Linked DNA regions of Gossypium hirsutum: region 2 is linked to region 1. A link is a contact called in public Hi-C data. All regions are on one chromosome and are shown on one strand. The core of a region is the stretch at or near the end of the contact, and the rest is flanking DNA. Distances in the headings are between cores, read along the strand shown. Region 1 has its middle 13 kb from the start of LOC107921968. Region 2 holds the start of LOC107918136 (probable galactinol--sucrose galactosyltransferase 2).

Region 1 (7,220 bases), core at 2,980-5,479:
TCCATTGAATCCTCTTTTGTTTTGTAGGTGAATGCAAAATTTTGATGAAAATAGCTTTTTTAGTCAATTGAAAAAGAAAACTAAAAAAAAGGGAGATGAACGGTTTTTTAACTAAGATTTAGGGTTTAAAATTTTTAATTAATTAAATTTATTTAATAAAAAATCTATTCACATCCCATTAGGAAATCCAAGTTGGCACTTAAAATCTAGTTAGGCTGCCACATAGGATTACCATTAGGGAGATAACGGAACTTAACGGGAGAGTGATCACTTCGTAACAAAATAATAACATAAGTGACTAAAACGTAACATTTCAAACATAAGTGACTAAATGTAACCTGAAACAAACAAAAGTGTCTATTTTTGTAGTTTACCCTATTTTTTATCATAATATTCTTATTTTATTATTAAATTTAATTAATTTAGATATACAAAATATGTATTAATAAAATAAATAATATTTATCTAGTTTAAGGGTAATAATATCATTTTATATTTATTGTTTATCTATTCCTTAATATTATTCATCTAACAAATCAAATAATTTAATTTATTAAAGGACATATTTGTCATTTGAGTAATTTTTTTATTATTATTACATATTTGTTCCTTCCAACCAAACGCATAAGTACTATTGTAATACTCATTCCATTTCATTCAAACAAATTATTATGATACCTATTTAATTTTATCACAGCTTTAAAATAATTATTTTATTACAATTCTATTTTATTTCAATAAATCAAATGTGCCGTTAATATTTATTCATCGATACCTACAAATGCTATTCTATGCTATTCTTAAATGTTGCACGTAACTAAACCTATATCTACCTTCCTTCTTCACATTGTGGAGGTTTTTATTATATGAAATTGATAAATATCATTTTTGCTCACTCTATTATGCTTATAATTAAGATTTAATATTTATATTTGCATTTATATAATTTGATCCCTATTTTTTCTTATATTGTTTACTTGGCACACCCAAATTATGCTCCCTTATACTCTTTTAGTCATTTTACCAAAATGATTAAATTTTTATTTAGATCTCTCTATTATGCTTAAATTTGAGATTCAAGTGATAAACTTTAATTTCTAATGTAATTCGGTTCTTGTATTTTTATATTGTTATTAATTAGTCTAAATAATTAATATCATTAATTTATTTATTAAAATATTATTTGGTTATATATAACTTGAATGCCCTAAGGGTCTTATAGATAGATATGTAGCTTTCTATTTCTTTTAGGTTTGCCTTGTTACATTTTTTTTTTGACATTATAAGACAATGGTCAAACTTCAGTTTTAGCTATATATTATGTTGAAACTTGATATTTAATCTAATACATTATTTTTTTTGATATAATTTGATCTTTCCACTCTTATAATGTCATTAGTTAGTCTAAATATTTAATATTATTAACTATTTCAATAAAATAGTTAGTCTAAATATTTAATATTATTAATTGTTTCAATAAAATTATCAATGTTAATTTTACTTAGGAACAATATTTCAACAAAAAAAATTTATTATGATGAATTCGAATAAATGTTTTTAAGAGAAAAAAATTCATAAAAACATTTTCAATATTATTTTTATTGTTACATAATTACAAAGTGATTTTTTTAAAATTTTAAAATGTCATATCAGCGAATTTAATAGAAGAATTTTAACCATGGTAACAATCGGATCTAAATTTTTAAATCCAAAAAGTAGAGGGTCTAAAATTTTGAAACTAAAAGTAGGATCATAATATATTTTAAACTTCAAATTTGATCTCAATAATTTGACACAAATAAATAATCAACCTAACGCAAAGCGAGAGAATCATACTAGTTATAGTTAAGATAAGGTTTTATTATTAAATTCACATTTTGTTTTGAGAAATTAGCAAATTCACATTTAAACTATATTTCCACTCTCACATTGGTACTTTTTTTTATATAATATTAGGAGTGGGGGTGGGGTAATGCAGTTTGAATCCAAGCCAAATGGGTATCTAATAAAAAAAACTTTAACCACCACTCTATACAAGACAAAACCACTCTCATATTGATTCTTAAAGCTTTCAAATAGTGGTACTTAGATTATTAATTTTGTTTCATTGTATAAAAAGGTGTACAATATCTAATAGAACACGCTACGTGTCATGTTTTTATTTCCTGATATTGTTTTTGGGTAAATTGAAACAAAACTGATAGTTTAAAAAAGCTTTAAATATGTCAATAAAGCCTTGGCATTGTTGGCAAAAGCTGAGGCCCTGAGTATCTACGTTTGGGTCCTTCCATGTGCAACTACGCACGTGTGGGTCCCTAATCCCATCTTATGTGTATGCAATGTGTGAATTTTATCCCGTTCTTCCACATCTTGTACGTATGATATGTGTGAGTTTTATCGAGTTCTTCCCTATCTTGTGTGTATGTCATGTATGGATTTTATCCAATTCTTTCCTATCTTGTGTATATGCTATGTGTGGGTTTTATCCCGTTCTTCCCTATCTTGTGTGTATGTCATGTATGGGTTTTATTCAATTCTTCTCTCTCTTGTATATATGTCCGTTGTGCTTTATATTGATTTGATTCTATGCCATGTGTGGATTTTATTTGATTCTATGAATGTAAGTATTTATATTAATGCTCCCTAAAAAGAGTTTTTAAATACTAACATGAGAAATAGGTATGATTTTTTAGTGAATATTTACTAATAAAACGGTTAAGAAATTAATGTATCGATGGGGACAACTGATGAAAGCAGGCAATGATGCTTCTTTCTAAATTTTAAACAAAGGTTTGAATTAATCATTAATTTTGTTTAAAAAAATTATTAATTTTACAGGCGGGCATTTGGGTCTGAACGAATGACTTAACCCATGATCAGGTCTAGAGAAAATGGAAGAGGGAAGAGAAAAAGAAGACGTGAAAAAAAAAAGAAATTTTGTTAATTTAATTTAGTATATATATTTTTAAGTCAAAAAAAGCAAAAAGAAAAAGAATTTAAACAAATTTTTAATTATTTTTAAAATATATATATCAATTATTCTAATTTGATGTAGAGTTAAAAAATATGTCTTTGTATAATTTTTGTAATTTATATATTTTTTAGATTTTATAGATAGATATTTTTATGAATTTTTATATCTTTATTTCAATTGTTTTTAGAAACTTAAGCTTTATATATTTAATAAAATAAAATTTATACATTTTATAAGAGAATGTCATGTGTCACTTTTTTTTATTGGCTAAAACATGTCACGTGATTTTTTTTTGTCAAAGTTGTGTTACAATTTTTTTATTATTAAAGTTCATTACAAAATGGACTAAGAAGATAAGAAATACATACTTTAAGTATCAAATTGGGTCATGAAAAATTTAGGTACCAAAATGAGAAAATAAGTACACTTCAAAAGTTAAATAGTAAATTAAGCCAATACAAAAAATTAACACTTACTACAATGACAATAAAAATAATAACACAACTTATACCACTTGTAGAACATATTCAATAATTGCGACAATAATAAGAATACAACATTGATTAAAAACAGTTTTAAATTTATTGTCAGTAATTGTTAAACACAATAATAATGGACAAAAAAACAAATGACAACTTTACTAACACTAATTCATGAATTATGACTAAAAAAAAAACACTAACATGATAAAAGTGACTTGTAGAAATTTGAATAGTATTTTGAATGGCTTAAGGTTTGTAGATGTTTGAGAGAATTTTGGGATAATTTTTTTAAATTAATTTTGATTTAATAAATTGTAAAACTTATAAGAAAGGGGAAATGGATCAACAACTTAAAAATAACATGATCTTGATATCCATAGGTGGCTAATTCAATGTGTTATAAAAGACCTGAACTCAATACCCATAAATATTAAATTCTTATTACATCAAGCTAAATTTGTATCCATAACAAAAAAAATGTAAAAACTTTAAGGGAAATATCTCAACAATTATCGATATAAAAATCATTCATCATCAATAAATGATTAAACAATAGATTGTATATATAGTATTCTAACATTAATGAGATAAGTTGACACCCATAAATATGTGTTAGTTTTACCTAAATTTGTCATTTTCTGTATAATTAAATAACAATGAATAAGATTGAAATTTAGAAAGCAAATTAAAATTGTTTGCATATGGAAATTGAGAAAGCGTAGATTATGTTATGTAAAATGTGGTCCAATTTGATTACTCCATGTGTGCAATACGGATAAGCAATTCTTTTTCTTTTTCATCACAATTTGGTCATGCACTGCACTGACTATATTCATTCATCCAATTCCAAATGGAATGTGCAAAAGCCACAACCTTCTTTGTTTTGACATAATCAGACAAAGCCAAGATCTACCGTCCAATCACTATCATAATATTATAATTATCAACAATGAAATTAATTTCATAGCTGAAAACTTTTTTTTTAAATAGTTTGGGTTGGAATAATAGTTATATAAAATTTCATAATAAAATTAAAAAAATATTATTTATTTTTAATTAGTATTTTTAAAATAAAAATAAATACGATATATAATGACTTTTTTTAATTTCAACTTGTGAAATTAAAATATTTCACCTAATAGTACTCTTTAAGTATATATATATTTGCAATAAAAATGTCCACTTCTCTAAAAAATATTATAATTTAAAATTTTAAATTTTAAATTTTAAAATTAAGAATTAAAAATTAAATTCGGTAGTAATTTTTTAAAAATTGAATATCTATTTGAAGGGTTCGATGCATTTAACTTGGATTTGCCATTTTTAGTATTGCTTTCCTAGTTTCAATGTAGCTAAAACTGACTATATACAGTATGTCCAAGAGTTGGTAGCCGGCCAAGCTTGAAAACCCTTGCTCGTCTTAAGAAAAGTTTGGTATATAGGAGTCAATCTTTTGTAATGAAAACGAAAAAGCTTTCAATGTAACGCCTGTTTCATAGTAGAGCACATGACATGGAACTTCTTTAGGTGCTTGAGGATCTTTGTTTGAAAACCATGAAAAGTAGGAATTAAACCATATTTCAGTTCAAAAAGATGCTGAATGTAAAATGATTGATGATTTAGTTCTCGTGCAGCTAACTCTCATAAAGTTCCAGTATCAATCATAACTCCTTTTATTTCACTGATCTTGATTTTTCTAGATGACGACTAGCTGTTGCTATCTGATTCAATTGCAGCAAACAATGGGTTTCGATTCATTCTAGTTTCTCGTCTTAATTTTCTTGCACTTCTTTCAATCTTCGGATCGTACACGAGGTCACCTATATGAGAAGATTGGGGCATAAAGATAAACAAAACCTAAAAAAAAAAATATATATTCACATCAATCCTCAGCAACGTTGTCAAATTTTGATAGGCCGTCGGGGCTTACAAAAATAAAGCCTACTTAAATAAATAAATAATTGTAATTAGTGAGAAGGGTTGAATCCACAAACATCAATAGTAATTTTATTCCATTAATTAAAATAAATAAAAAGGAGGTTTTTTTTAAAGAAACTTAAAATTAAAGAGAAAACTAAATTTAAAATTTAGTAAAGAAAGTGATAATTAAAAGTTTAGAGAAAATTAATACGATGAAACTCTAGTTAAAGTAAAATCTCCGTTTGATTTAAGGGTTTGATCATTGATGTAAAATATAATATTCAATGTTCTTTAATAAATTGATTGTAATTGTCTGCGATCAACTAACAACTTAGTATTTTCTTACCTTCTCGATAATCAAGACAATTGCCATTAATTATTTCCCTAATTGACAAACAATCCTATAACGATCGCTTAAGGTTTAATCTATCAATAGCATTAACAACGAAATATACCCAATTCTAACAAACAAGCATGCAATCATAATTTATTTAAGCTAATTCGTATGCCCACACTCATTAACAATTACGCAATTTGTCATAAATTTTAGAATCAGTCAATTGATTAAATTTCTAATTGACAATGTAATCATTCTAAGCTATAAATGCTGATAGAATATTTAACAAACCTGCACAATTTTAATTCAAGCAAAAGACATGAAAAATACTAAAAAATTAATAAAAGATTAAGAATAATTGGATCTCAAAAACTTTATAGTTTAGAAACCCATAAAAAAAATAAAATGCAAGAATAAATTAAAATTAATATGGCTATGTCTTATTCCCTCATTTTTTAACCTAATAATGTCTATTTGTTGGACAAAAATAGTATAATGGATAAAATACAAAAGTGTCCTTAATTAAATACCGCAGAAATTTTCTTGGTTTCTTGGCAATTTTCGCGTCAAACTTCCACCATTTTTAGACACCTTCTTGATGTTTTTGGGCTTGAGTTATGAAATAATTTTAGTTAGATATTTCAATTCCCTTTGAATTAATATATTATGGGCCCAAAATGGAGGTTTGTAATTCAAGTTATAGACAAAATATTGACGCTGCACTGTGTTGAAAGTCGAATATGCAAAAACTTGACAAAAATAAATTTTAAGCTCATTTTTTCCAACTATTCCCTAAATTAATAATAAATAAAATATAAATATAAACAATATAAATAAGAACATAAGTAGCATAAGGCGAAAAATATTACAAATAGTTTGAGAAATTATTCACTTTATCACTAGTTGATATATGCTTTTGAACCCATTTCACACTTAAATTTAGCTGGTTTTATTGTAAAATCATTGATTTGAGGAGTGTTTCTTAATGATTTAGGATTTTTCACATTTTAGCATTCCATTCATGTTATTTTGGATGCATATTAAGCATTTTAATTATTGAGTTTTAATCTTCATGTTTTAGTGTTACGTTGCTAGCTGAAAACTTCAAGGAAGATGTGTGGAACCGGTGTTGGAGGTCATGACACAAAGCTGGAAAATGTTGTGACCTTGGCCGTGACTAATCCTGAAAAACCAAATATCCATATGAAAATCGGGACACAAGCTAGAATATGTTGTGACTCTGAATATGGACTTGGAGGACAAACTGCAATAGCTTAGATAGATGTGGCGACACCAACCATTGGAATGCTGCAACCTTGGCGAATAATTTGAAGAGCGAATTGCAACTCCATTAACCAATTTTGCGACATGAGCTGAAGGAATGTCATGACCTGCGCAACTGAGTTGAATGGAAAGGCCAATAATCAGAAGAATGTAGCAACACAGGCAAGGTGAAGTTACAATACTAAGTCAGATCTAGATTGGTTACAAAAGGGTATTTTGTGGA
Region 2 (7,220 bases), core at 1,910-4,409, 85 kb before region 1:
AAATGATAGACATATACAGAAAATGCCACATGCTTTTGAGTGCCATAAGCTACTCACCACTCTCAAGGCATATTTCAAGCTCATTCTTGTCATTGCCTTGAAGAACAGCACGGAACTGGCCTTCAAGGAGAGGGAGGAAAACAGTGTAGATCGTTGGGGCATTAGGATCATCTTCTTCCTTGCTCTCTACGAGCATGAATTGAGTCTCCAAAGGGACATCTTTCCCGCATGTTCCCATTCTCTGAGTCATCCACCATAGTTTGAAACGGAAACAGCACATAAACCGGAGGCCCCTGTTAGAGAAAAATAAGTACCAAGTCATGGCTTCGGGTACTACTCCACACCACAATCATCCAGAACTTACAGGTTTTGTAATCCTCAAGTATCACAAGTAAATGTCAGGAAAACAACAGTCCCAGCTAACAATTAGGAATAAGCAAAGCATTCGGATAATCCAAAGAACATGTACATTAAAAGTAATTTAAAATAGATTTAAGCATGAAGTATGCTAATAAATATATTTGAATCAACATTTAAGAAATGTTCTTAAAGTCTAGACTCCTATTTACTGCAAAGTCATATAATCCGATTCTTTCCAAGTTAACTAGAAAACAAATTAATCTAAATGAACCTTTTTCTAAAGGTGTAAACTGATCAAACGCGTTCAAAAAATAAAGTAAAAGGATGGTGTAGAATCTTAAGGCAACAATCAGTAACATAAGAAGCTTGATACTGTTAGAAACAAAAATAGGAACCAACCATCTCTTTCTTGACAACTAATAGTACTTTATAGCTAATGCTATCTGTTAAATTTTTTTTTTAAATGAAACAACGAAATTATAAAATGAAAATCCATTGATTTGCTAAATCTCAAACTCCCAATCCATAAATAAATTCTCACACAATGATGCAATCACCAAACAGAACATGATGAAATAACATCAATTCTAGTTAAGAAAAAGAAGGTATATGAATGTCAAAATTGGAGGATAAAAGAGTTTTCAAAGGAGAATGTGCTTACTCTAAAACACCTATTGGAAAGACATGAAGGCTTTTGCTATCCGAAGCAGTAGCACCTATAAAAGCACCAGCAACAAGCCCGACACCGGATCCTGGGGTCAAAACAATGTTGCCAGGCATTCCAGTGAGGATGGTCTTCCCATGAACCACAAGGTTCCCATCGTTGATGGAAATTCCTGGCGTGACAGTCATTTTTTATGATGAGCACCTGATAACTGTCAGACAACACAACAAACGACATCAATGACAACTCACGGAACAGATATATATATATATATATAAGAACAAAAAAAAAAGGCAAAAAGTTAAAAGATGTTTACATTAAATTCAGAAACAGAGTTTCGATAAAAACAATTAAGAATTATACTAGATAACAAAAACAAAAATTTAAAGACCACCTATTTGCAGAAGACGAATATAGCAAAATAAAAATGGGTAAGGGGTAGAGTCTAAAATTTTGACCAATGGGTTTAAAATATCTTGGAAAGTTTAGGCTTTTGTAAGGAACATTTCCAGTGCCATGAGATTTTCCAGAAGGAAGAAACCACCCCAATTGCTTCACTGATGTTGTGCTTAACATTTTCTCACCTATCCGCTGAACAATCATGGAATTTTGAACCCACCCAAAACTTATAAAGAACGAAAAAAAATTTCTGAAAAAGAAAAAATTGTGTAAAATATTAAAAAGCATTTTTAATTTATCGAGACAGAAAACCAGCTCTGTTTTTTTTTTTTGTTTATTGGGATAAAATATTATGTCCATGAAGAAAAATCTGGAATGGTCAAGGTATGAATGAAAAAAGAGAGCAACTGTTCAAATTTATTTATTTACCGTGATTTAAGCTACAGTTCGTCGCTAAATTGGGATTGTAAGCTACTTTTTGGTTTTTTTTTTTTTTGAAGGAATATACGAACTATCTTTTATAATCAAGTAACTTTCAGATGGTTTACTTGAAGATCATCAACGGAAAAAAATAAATATGAAAAAGAGAAGGCCGCCGGCGGACCACAATGATCTGTTCAGACTATAAACAAAGCTCCTCTTTTTATTAGAAAAATAAATAAATTCTTAATTTTTCACTTTCAGAAATTTTTTTTTTCTAAGAAAAAAAGAAAAGAAAAGAAAAAGTGTATGCTTAGAGTTAGAGCAAGTTTGGACGGATACACGAGAAAAGCAGGTCCAATAATCTAAAAGACCTTCACGATTAATACAGCAGAAGAAAAAACGTGAAAAAGAAAACACGAACTTCTTTTAGTTAAACAGAGGATTATAAAAAGTTGGCAAAATTTTAAACGACGATGAATTTTCAATTAAACAGATATTTATTAAAAAAAATTATCTGTCACCGTAAGAGCAAAATCATAATTCATAACCATGTAATTCGAGGGATTTATCGTCGTGATCTTAACTCTTACGTAAATAAGATTTTATTGTTATAATTACGTTCTTCGTCAAGCGCAGATCTACTCCATACCATAATCCATAGTCATGGAAAGCAGAAGCTTTATAAATCGATCAAAATCTCAGAATTAACAAACAGGAAATTTAAAAAAAAATCAGATCATAAAAACTCCAAAGCACGTCTCATTTCATGATCATGATCACCACGAAACCAGAAACAAATCGCAGAGAGGAAAAACAGGACTTAAAAAAAATGAAATAAAGTAAAATACAATTTAAATAACAAATCCATAAAACTTTCAAATTTAACAAACAAAAAGTTCCAAAAGATTTTAGATCATAGAAACTCCAAAATCCAAATCCAAATCACGTCCCATTTCATCATCACCAGGGAACCAACAACAAGTCATCCAAAAGGGAAACAAATGTTACTCTAAAAAGAGAATCCACCATAAACCACTATTTAATTTCACAGTTGACGGCTGAGAACCCCAAAATGAACTCACCTATATCCGGCGGGGCTAGCTTAGGTCGTTAAGCAGCCAATAGGACTAAGAAGCTTGAAACACTCTTGACTCCAAAACTTAAAACAAAAGAAAACGAAAGAAACACTCAGCAGAAGCGCACTCCGACAAAGGGAATGCCTCTTCTCTAGAGAGAGGGAGAGAGAGCGAAACCACTAAAAATGGCTTTGTTTTCCTCTTTCAGACAACGGATGCGAGTAATGAGGGTGAAGAAGCTGGGTTTTTATAGCCACAATTTCTGGGGGTTAAATATCGAGCAACTTCTATTACGGGATCATTGGTGTACTGCCACGTGGAATTTTATATTCTATTATTGCTATTCTTTTAGAAACGTTTTGTTTTTGTTCTACAATTTTTTTTAATGAATAAAATAATAATAAACATATTAGATATTTTGGGTTAGGGTTTATTGCTTACTGTTGCTGAGCAATCCGTGACTGAGTGACAGAAGGCATCTCTGAATTGTAAATTTAAACAGCGGTGGAAATGAAAGGGGCTTGTAATTTCTATTAAAACATGAATCTGAATATTTGTGGATCCGTATGTTACTTGTTTTTGTTAATATTTTAATTTATTTCTATTTTTTTTTCAATTTACTAAGCAATTCAATCATTCAAAGGATAATTTATTTATTTAATGCTAGTAATGGTTACCTTGATAATACTAAAAACTAATTAAATACTAAAATAATATCTCAGTGACATTATTTACCAAAATGGGTGAAATTAACAATGCTAAGAGGTGGACTGAAAGGGGTGGCAGCATCGCCCTTTTTTTCTGCTCAATTATAATACATTCATCTTTAGCTCATGATATGTTTTAAAAAATAATTTTTTAATTGTGAAGAGACGTTCTACGGCAACATTAGTATACAGAAAAAACTATTGAACAAAATACGGGTAAAAAGGGGTGAAGGGTACTAAACTGGCGGCACCAAGCTTGGAGGGCATGTGACAGCCGGCACCAGTTGGGGGAGGAAGGTTGTCAAGCGGCACGAAACCCTTATATATTTGAGTTGAACGGTTATAGTAATTTGTATGAAGCGTTGTAAAAATTTTTGTGTTTTGATTTGTTGAATTGTTTTAGTGTTTTTTGTGTTTGGTTGAATGGTTGTAGCAGCTAACAAATAAGAAGAAAGACAAGGAAATTTTTTTTGTAGAAGAGGAGAAAACAAAGAAGAGAAGTCAGAAAGATTTGTAAGGTTTGTACAGTGATTAATTTTTGTTATTATATTTTTTATAGTAGAATCTTGTTTTGTTTTTGAAAAAAATATTGAGAAATTTAATTATGTTTAAATATTTTTACATATTTATATTGAAGATGGATAATCAATTTGCGTTTATTTCGATAGAGTAATTTTAACAACATTTGGTTTTATATTTGAATTTCACCAACAAATAGCTATGAGATTTAATAAAAATGTGTCGATTGATAATATGAAAGAAAGGATCAGTTCAAAAATTATTAAACATTGTGGGAAGAGAATCTCGAAACTATTCTACAAAGTCCCAGTTTCGACAAATCCCATCAAATTCACCGAGATGGAATTTGTAGACTGATGGGATTTATAGACAATGAAGACATAGAGACAATAGTCGCACTTTATTACCAGAATCAGAGTGGCCACACTGAATTGGTTCAGTTGTTTGCTAAGTTAGCTGATGTAGAGCCAAGTGAAGATTTCACTTCATTAAGTGAAGAACATGAAGTTTAAAGATCCGTGTATGGAGGTTCCGAGAACGTCCGTTGATAGGCGAACGACTATATGCATGTTTGACATCAATATTAATTCTCCATATGTGTTTGAGAACCTTAACCCAGGTCTCCGTTTACAAATACATTCGCCAGTAATTGAGACCGATGCAAATGGTGAAGATGGACGTGATAATAATAGTCCTTCTGATTAAGAGGCTGAAGATTATAGTGATCCCGATTTAGACGAGGTCCCGGATGATATCGACGGTGAAGGCATGAATGATGATAGAACTATTTACGCTTCTTCAACCAGGAACCCAAGTTGAGGCATTGTCATGCACAATGATCCTAGGGCCCACATGTCGACCGTAAATCCTAATGTGGCGTATACATTTAAGTTTTCGGAGTACCCCGATATATTACCTGCCTGCCGATTGGCCATAAATCTTGAATGTGAGGAGTTGTTTGTAGGCCAAAAATTTACAACTAAGGAAGACTGTTGATGCGGTCGTTGAGAGCACCAAAAATATCCTATTCCCTGTAAAATAATAAAAATAACAGTAAATGGGAAGTAAGGTCGAATCCTCAGGGACCGGATTGTACGAATGCTCGTTTCTTGAAATCTTAGACAATTTCTTGGCCAAGAAACTTGCGTTCCTGAAAAAATTAAAAAAATAGAATTAAGAATTTCGATTTGGAAAAATAAAAATAGTATTTAAATTAAATTGAAATTGCAAAATTAAATAAATGACGGAAATTGAGATGGAGAATATATAAAAATAATAAAGAGAGTTAAAGGAAAAGAAATTCTTATTGGTAGATTCCAGCCTCCAGTTGTCTCATTCCGCCTTGGGTTCAATCCTCAGCTTTTAAATAACCCTTCTCAACTCAAGTAAGCCAGTTATAGTGGAAGAGGACGCCTACGACCACCAGCTCCAAAGATTAGACTTACGATTTTTAGGGAACCTGACTCTAGCTAGTAATCTATGTTAGATCAATGCTTCTCAATGGCGAATCCCACGCCATTTTGTCTCTTTGGCTTGCCAACCTCTGACGCAGTAAGTTAACGAACCGACTGTGTAATCCTTCCAAAACATACAAAGCGGCCGCCTTTGCATATGCTGAAAAGCTTACTTCTTAAGGGCCATGGACGGAAGCGTCAGCCCGTAGTGCGGAGAAACGATGAATACTTGGCGAGAAGGCTAAGTACGGATTCTAGGCCTCAAGAACCCTTTTTGGGGAATATTGACAACTTTCGGCTAGATAGGTTTTAGTGGCTCATGATAATGGTGGAAAAGAAAATAAATATAAAAATGGAAAAGGGGATTTTATTGAAAGAAAATATGAAGAAACAAAAGCCTAGACTTTCAGGGGGGAGTGTTTACAGAAAAAGATGAACACCCAATAGAGTCACTTCACCCCCTATTTATAGTGCTAGAGAGATAGTCTAATTTAACTTAAATTCTAAAAAGATAAATACAATTAATTAAAGATAATTAAAATAAAATCCTAAAATTAAATAATCCTAATAATTATCTTAATATTAATTATCATAATAAAATGGAGTCTTATAAAATAAAATCTCTTCTTTTTGCGTTTTTAGTCCTTGTGTCTTCCATGCTTGCACTTTTGGCACAATCTTTTTCCTGCGTCGCATATCAGCTCATTGTGTCTCCAAATTCGTACTTTTGTCCCTTAATTTTGCTTTTGCCTTTAAATCAGTCCCTAATCGATAAAAAGACATAAATAGCTCAAATTAGTAGGATCAAGCCCAGAATAAACACATGATTAATACATAAAAATACATTATTCTAGAGCATTATCAACTGTGTATTTTCCATTAAGCGGTATAGTATGAATATGTCGGTTGATTATAAAGTCGTCGTGTTTAAACCGACATTGTATGTTGGAGAGTGTTTGAGATTGATAGAATGGTGCAATTGGTGAGTACGAGCCACATTTATCCAAATGTAGCAATACCAGGACATCTGAAAATTTGTTAGACCTCACACATGCACTTCTACACATGATGCAAAATCACCGCAAACTTGATGCCAAAACTATTTGCAACTACATCATGCAAATAGTGAAGGACATGTTAACCATTCATGTTTTGATACTGATTGCTGAAATGCAAGAACGATTCTAATATCGTGTGCCATACCAAAAAGTATAGATAGTTAAAACAAATGGTTATAGAGCAATTGTACGAAGATTGGGATGCGTCATACAATGAACTATAGGGGTGGATAATTGCTACGCAAGAGTTTGTGCCACAGACTGTCATTGAGTTGTAGACATGATCTTATTGCACCCTGGACAACCAACTTCAACCGGGAAGAATAATTTTTCATCAAATGTTCTAGACGTTCAATCCATGTGTGTAGACATTTTCCCACTGCAAGTGGCTTATGCATGTTGATGAAACCTAGCTATACGAAAAATACACGTAGATCCTATTTATTCTAGTTGCCCAAGATAGAAACTAGAACTTGCTTTTGATAGCGTTTGCTATTATGGAGTTAAAGAACATGGAATCATTGGAATTCTTCCTAACGAACTTGCGAACATATGTTGTT

Evidence for each region. Hi-C and Micro-C count contacts between places; a contact is called where the count stands out from the background.
Region 2: a contact with region 1 is called in a Hi-C map of leaf, with 2.3 times the contacts expected there. The contact joins the promoter of LOC107918136 here to the enhancer-like site in region 1. A contact is called at or near these places in 16 of 34 Hi-C or Micro-C datasets (callus, cotyledon, fibers and 4 more).

Annotation. Positions count from the first base shown.
Region 1 is chrA01:40,823,595-40,830,814 of Gossypium_hirsutum_v2.1, reverse strand. No RefSeq gene overlaps it. Among protein-coding and RNA genes, the nearest start is that of LOC107921968, 13 kb to the right of the region's middle. Within about 2 kb of position 4,229, at least 1 of the 9 cell types and tissues checked has an H3K27ac peak or open chromatin away from gene starts, as enhancers often do. A contact at or near this core is called in leaf, where this site is marked.
Region 2 is chrA01:40,907,174-40,914,393 of Gossypium_hirsutum_v2.1, reverse strand. It overlaps LOC107918136 (probable galactinol--sucrose galactosyltransferase 2), which reads right to left and starts at 3,159. Exons shown (of 14, transcript XM_016847667.2): 1 at 2,929-3,159; 2 at 1,022-1,235; 3 at 58-293. The coding sequence starts at 1,212.